Linked DNA regions of Sus scrofa: region 1 is linked to region 2. Evidence: chromatin contacts called from public HiChIP or PLAC-seq data. All regions are on one chromosome and are shown on one strand. Each heading gives the region's core, a stretch centred on a gene start, on an enhancer-like site or on the middle of the called end of the contact. The rest is flanking DNA. Distances are from core to core; before and after follow the strand shown. Region 1 has its middle 47 kb from the start of NDUFV2. Region 2 holds the start of ANKRD12 (ankyrin repeat domain-containing protein 12).

The links. HiChIP or PLAC-seq counts read pairs in DNA pulled down with a chosen protein or histone mark.
Region 1: a contact with region 2 is called in an H3K27ac HiChIP or PLAC-seq map of alveolar macrophages. The contact joins the enhancer-like site here to the promoter of ANKRD12 in region 2. A contact is called at or near these places in 2 of 5 promoter capture datasets (fetal liver and liver), 20 of 47 Hi-C or Micro-C datasets (alveolar macrophages, blood, embryonic fibroblasts and 12 more) and 2 of 2 datasets of contacts at active chromatin or transcription factors (alveolar macrophages and skeletal muscle).

Annotation. Positions count from the first base shown.
Region 1 is chr6:98,898,045-98,901,340 of Sscrofa11.1, forward strand. No RefSeq gene overlaps it. Among named protein-coding and RNA genes, the nearest start is that of NDUFV2, 47 kb to the left of the region's middle. Within about 2 kb of position 1,472, at least 18 of the 83 cell types and tissues checked have an H3K27ac peak or open chromatin away from gene starts, as enhancers often do. A contact at or near this core is called in alveolar macrophages, liver, omental adipose tissue and 2 more, where this site is marked.
Region 2 is chr6:98,812,617-98,816,027 of Sscrofa11.1, forward strand. ANKRD12 (ankyrin repeat domain-containing protein 12) reads right to left here and starts at 2,111. Exons shown (of 12, transcript XM_021096065.1): 1 at 1,779-2,111.

The DNA.
Region 1 (3,296 bases), core at 222-2,721, 85 kb after region 2:
CCACAGCAACTCCAGATCCGAGCCACATCTGTGACCTATACCACAGCTCATGGCAACACTGCATCCTTAGCCCACTGAGTGAGGCTGGGGATCAAACCTGCCTTCTCATGGTACTAGTCAGATTTGTTTCTGCCGAGCCACAACAGGAACCCCCTTATCTTTTTATTTTTAAGATTCTTTTCTTTTTTGGCTGCCCTTTGGCATATGGAATTCCCAGGCCAGGAATCGGATACAAGCTGCAGCTTTGACCTATGCTGCAGCTGTGGCAATGCCTGGTCCCACTGTGCCAGACCAGGGATTGAACTTGTGTCCCAGCACTTCAGAGACACCACGATCCATTGCCACATGGAGCACCTGAGAGTCTTTTTTTTTTTTTTTTTTTTTTTTTTTTTTTTTTTTTTTTTTTGGGTCCTCGCATATGGAGTCCAGCTAGGGTCGATCAGTGCTGTAGCCACAGCCTACCGAGCCAGCAACGCGGATCGAGCGGTTGCACTACAAAGCTACGCCGGATCATTACCACTAGCAAGGCAGGAGAACCGCATCATGGTTCTATCGATTCGTTCCACTGCCCACAATCTAAGTTTTTTTTTTTTTTTTTTTTTTTTTTTTTTGCTATTTTGCTCCAGCATATGGAGTTCCAGCTGGGTCGATTGGGCTGTGCCCGCCCGCCAGACATAGCAACTTGGATCTGACCTGTCTGCAGCCTACACCACTCCGCCGCCGACGTCCCCGAGCGGCAGGACCCCCGCCCTCATGTCCTTCGTCGTCCCGCCCCGGCTCCTGAGATCTTTTTAAAAATTCCCATCTGCTCCCACAAGTGCAGCCTCCGCATGGCCCTGTAATACCCTACACGTCTCCAGGGTGGCACTAAGAGCACTGTATTACGAGCTCATGTGGATTTGTCTCTCTCCCCCCTTGGACTGCAAATGGAAGAGGTAGATGATTAGAACTTGTTGAGTTAATAAATCCAGAAACCATTTACTGGGAGCCAGTGTGGGGCAAGCAGTGTCCTTGGCACTGGGTATATAGGATGAAGGTACGTGTGAGCAGAAGCCTGACTCACAGCCCTCATTCTTGAGGGAGGAGACAGATAACAACAGGGGAGTAAGTGCCACATGGTGACAAGTGCCAGGGAGAAGAATAAAGTAGCTGCTAGGGTACAGGGTGGCCGGAAAGGGAGCAGAGGTGGCTCTTTGGCACCTGGGGCAGCCACCAAGCAGAGGCTGGACTGGTGGGCTTGGTGGGTCCGGGAACAGGCGGAGGGATGGGAGTGGTGGCAGAGAAGACAGGAGTCAGAGGTCAGGGGGCAGGCAGAGCTGCAGGCTATGTGGAACCAAGTAGGTCTTTCTATTCTGAAGGCTCTTGGAAGTCAGTGGGGGTTTGGAGCAGAAGCATGGTAGGACATGGCTTTCCATGCTAGAGGACCACTCTGGCTGCTGGATCGAGAATCAGCCTGAGAGGTGAAGACTGAAGCCACAAAGAAAGAAGTAATGGGGCATGGCTGTTGGGGGCTCTGGAGCGGTGGGTCAGAGTGTGGACTCGCTCTGCAGGCTGTGAAGGGGGAAGGGGCTGCCTTCTGCTGGGGAGGAAGGACAGGGGGCAGGTTGGAAAGAACCAGAAGTTTGCTTTTGGACATATGGAGTTTCTTATTACACATATCTTCCTTTTTATATTGAATTCTTTATCCAGATTGGAGAGTAGGTGCAGTTTCTTTTTCAGTATGACAATCTAAGAGGAACTGAGAGTTTATGTAACAGTCCAACAGGAACTGAAACCATGGAAGGACTGGGGGGGGGCAAAGTTTTAAGTGTTTTTGTTTAAACACAGGGAGCCAGATGGACAACCCACCATCCTGTTTTTCCTTCAGCAGTAAATCAACGTTTGGTAGGGCTTCAACAGCAGCCCAGGGCTGAGTGTTTGGTGCTGTGGCCTTGGGATTAAGATAACGCTGAAGGGAAGCTTGGAATGATACAATGTACATGGCCCTGTTGGCAGAAGCAGTCCTTCCTGGCTCTAACCATCCCTGCAAATTGTGCTGAGGGCCCCTGGCTCCTAGGCTGATCTGTCTCCTATCTCACAGCAGTGTCTCTGGTTGGTCACATGGCCCATTAAATGGGTAACAGTAGGGAGGGGCTGGCTTGGTTGCTACCTTATCACGTGCTGGGCACTTGACCCTGAGCTGCTGGGCATGGGCAGGTGTCATTCGGGACCACTGCATAATCTCTGTGTCATGTGGGGGCAAAGGGAACCAATGCAAAGAGCTGACGTTGTTTTCAGGGCCATTAGAACTAAGTCCTTTGTCTCTGAACCCAGAGTCTCATGTCTTCTTCTAGCATCCATGAAACAGTGAGAGTCTAAGCTGGGTAATTTTTCAGACCCTTCACCCTTCTTGACAGATTCATCTCTCAGAGGAGTTGTCAAAAGCCCTGTTCTGGGGTGAGGGGTAGCTCAGGGTGAAACAAAAGGGATCAGGGCAGGTGCACAGGACCAACAAGGAAGGGGTTCTGTTTCCTCCCAGGGACCTGCCTTCTGAGTGAAGCACGTGATAGGGAAAATGAAGAGAAGTGACCGTGAAGAGCCGAGGACTTGGGCTAATTTTCAACTGGTTTGTACTCCTTTCCTCACCAAGTGTGGTAAAGGCCCCTGGGACTGAGTAAATGATGGCAACAGATGGAAAGATCAGTTTCAGAGTCAAGGTAGCAGATAAGGGTTGCTGAAGACCAAGGGAATCCTAGTCTCCTTTGGTTTAGGGGTGGACACTTAGCCAGGGCACAAATAATGCAAGACCTTTTTTTTTTTTTTTTTTTTTTTTTTTTTACAAAGAGAATCCTTTTGCACTTACTTTTAAGAAATTTGTGACTGGCTAGGCTGGTGGAGTGCTGAACCTTCCCATTCACATTGTTATGAGACTCCCTCACCTACTCAGTGGTGGGTCTGATGCTCAGAGGGGAACCAGACAGCAGACACCCACAGCAGGTGCTGGGGGAGGGGCGCAGAGCACCCTGAGAAGGTACCGGTGTTCTAAGGGAACACGGAGGGGGGCATCATCCCGGTGGGTGTCACCCTTCCACAAATGCACAGGACTAATTAGAAAGGTTCTGAGGAGTTCCCATGTGGCTCAGCGGGTTAAGAATATGACATAGTGTCTGTGAGGATGTGGGTTCGATCCCTGGCCACAATGGAATACAGTTCAGCCGCAAAGAGCATGAAATAATGCCATTTGCAGCCATGGACCTAGATATTATCATACCAAGTGAAGTAAGTCAGAAATATGTTATATGATATTACTTATATGT
Region 2 (3,411 bases), core at 861-3,360:
ACTGAAATTACTGGATAAATTCTTCAGGCCTGATACATGCTGCTTCAGTAGCATCAAGTTTATTCACATAAAGCTGTCTATACCTCTTATGGACTATGATGGAAATGATTAATCTCACTAAACATTCTCTTTTTAGATTAAAACAATGTTGGTAAAATAAAAGAATAGTTTAAAGAAAATTTAACTGCTAGTCAACTAATACCAAAAAACTGAACATTTTTACTATTATTTTTATTCTTTAAAATAAAAACCTTTTTTCCAATGAAGTTTCCTAAATATCCTTACTATTTCTCTAGCCTACCTCAGAAGAATATCAGTTACATTTTTCAACTTCTATAAAAAATTTAACATATAAGCATCTTGATAAAAATATCTTCCTTTTAAATTCCACCAGCTGGGCACTCAATTTCAAACAAAATTCAAGTTTCCCCCCTTCCTGATATTAAAGAACTAAAACCAAAGACTGCACAACATTATTTTCACCTACAAAATTTTTTCTCATCTAAGTATTTTTTCCTCTTTACTCCTCCTCAGTCTTCATGGAATACACACCCAGAGATTTCCACTCTCCCAGCTCTGCTTTTTCATAAAACCATCCTAACAACAACTATGGAAACCATAAAGATTAAGAACATTACAGGCATCCTGCTTTTCTACTCTTTTCCTTCCACGAATATTCCTTAACATTTTTTACTTCACTTTAACACTCTTCCTATCTCTAAAACAGAACACACACCCTGAATAGTTAAGCTTGACCTTACTTAGTCAACCGTCTGCGGACCTTTAGAAATTGAGTCAGTGCTTGTGTCAACTATAAATGATCTTTAAGTAGTAAAACCGTCCCCTCTTGCCTACGGAACATTTTTACATGTATTTGCGTTTAGCCCAAATTAAAGACTTTTCCCAACAAGACTAGTTAATACAACGACTTGATCTTACACAGTCGACACTATCTCATTTTGTTTTTTAAGCCACTTGGCATCAATGTAGCGTATGTTCTGCCAGTTCTGAGCTAATCTCCAGGAAACCCTTTGTATAACGACTGAAGAAACTGAAACAGATCAGAGCTCAAGATTTTTAAGGGCCTAAAGAAGCATATGTTTTTAATCAGCAGTCAATTTATGTTAAAGTAGTTATTTTACCAGTTCGCCTTCTTTTATAATTTACATAAACCGTCTTAAAATAACACTGGTCCACTTCTACTTGAAGATTAGAGGCGGTTCCAAGGCGTTCCAGATGCCTGGACCCCAACCCATTTCCCCGCGTTGGCAAGGTAGGCGCGGGAGTCTAGTGGAAACCGATCTTGATGGGTACGCTGCTAGAAAGGTTTCCTACGGTTTCGACCGGTGCGAGTGTCAACTTCCCGTGCTAAACTGTCCCTCCCTGTTATTATTAAAACAGCTGTCAGCCAGGCTTCGGCGGCCTCTTTGTACCAGCGTTTACTCAACGCTTGGGGATCCTGGAGCAGGCGTCGCACCGAGTTAGCCCAGCCGAGCTCCAGAAGCCCCGGCCCCGCGCGCCCGCCAAGCCGCGCCCGGACACGACCCCGCCGCGCACCCGGCGGCAGGGCCCCGGCCGGCGCGCCCCCCGCCCCGCCCAGCCCCGCCCCCTCCCGCCGCGCACCCTCGCACGCACACGCTCCGCGGCCCCGCCATGTTCCGGGAGCGGCGCGGCGTCCGTCCGCCCGGGCCCCCGCCCCCCCGCCCGAGCAGCTCCCGCCTGCAGCGACTACGGCCCCCGTCCCGCTAGCGTGGGCGGGGCGGCGGGCACGTACCTACCTCGCTCTGCCGAGGGGACGGGAGCGGGCGCGACTGGGGGGCTCCTCCCGGGCGCCGGGGCCGGGGCTCGAAACCGCGCCCCTCCTTCCTCCTCGCCTGTCGCCACGCCCCCCTCGCCCTCACGGACCCAAGGCACGGCCGGCGCAGGAGGGTTTACCCCCTGTACGAGGGCCTCGGCGCGGCCGTCTCTGTCGTGGTCTTCGCTGTCGCCGTAACCGCCACGAACGCCGCCGAGGCCGGGCTCGAAAACATCTCCGGTCTCCGCCGTCCCTCACCACAGCCTGCTCGCTCCCCGCACAGCGCCGCCCGGCGATTGGCCGCGGCACGGGCACGTGACACGGCGGGCACGGGATGGGCGGCGTGACCGCCCCGCCCCCGCCCACCGCCCCTTCCGCTCGCCACCCCCCTCCCCGGGCCCGCCGCTGTGGCGGCGCCGCGAGAAGCTTCCCGAGCCGGGGGCGGGGAGCGGGGCGTACCAAATGGACGCGGGGGTGCGGGCCGGAACCCCGCGCGCCGCTGTCTTCTGCCCCAGAAGGGAGGGACCCCTGCGGGGAGCGGCGCGGGCGGAGGTCGCGCCCAGCGGCGATCATGGCCGTGGCTGTGACTGGCCACTTCTGGAAATGGCGGCGGAGGCAGCGGCGAGGAAGAAGAGGCTCTGTCCACAGAGGGTATTCACACGTTATTTTTGCGGGGCGGGAAGCCGAGTTAGCGAGCAGCGGGCCGGCTGGAGGCGGAGGCGGGTGTCCGGCCAGGCGGGCGTAGTGCGCCTGCGCGCCAGCCGGCCGCACCTGTGGGAGCAGGGACCCCTCGGGCCCCAGCCGCACCCCTCACCTGCTCCAAGCGGGGCCCTGGGCGCGCGTCCTGCAAGCGCGGCAGCGTGCATCTCCTGTGGGGATGGCATAGGCTTTGCAGTACGCCCCTCCCCATCGACACTTTCGGATGACCTTATCAGACGAGTTTAAGTGCATTTATCCTTTCCGAGAGGCCACCCACGGGAACTGCCCGGCTGTAGAAGAGCGCGTGGGGAGAACTCGCCGCCTCGGCACCCTGACTTCCTCGGGAGGTCAACCCGCGACAATTTGTACATGCCCTTATTTAACCACCAAAGGGATTACATAATCGGAGGGAAACCATTTCAGTCTGAGTTTCTTCAGGACGTTTTTTATTTACATCGAGGTTAATCCGCGAGAATTTGCGCATGCCTTTAACGACCAAAAGGGTTGTGTAATTGGAGGGAAACCATCTTCTCCCTATGGTTGTGGCCTTTAAAACTACAGCTGCCTTTGTGACTTAATGAGTGCATTTACAAATTTATGTCATTAAGTCAGCATATGATGTATTTCATACTTGACAGGAGGAAGCTGAATCCAAACATATAACTATATAAAGCACAAACTTGCATTAAAGATCATTATTTTTTCCTTTCCTAGGTTCCTCATTTCTCCCACATTCAGGTTCAGTATGACTAGTAAGAGAGCACCTTGTGGCTAGAAGTGGAACACTGTTACATTTAATTTGGATATTTATGGCTTGAAATACAAAGGAAAGAAACATACAAGTAACCAACTCTTTTCTGACTTCTCTTCAAATCGTTGATTCCTTGTCATAGGAAGTAGGTGGCTGTAACATTCGC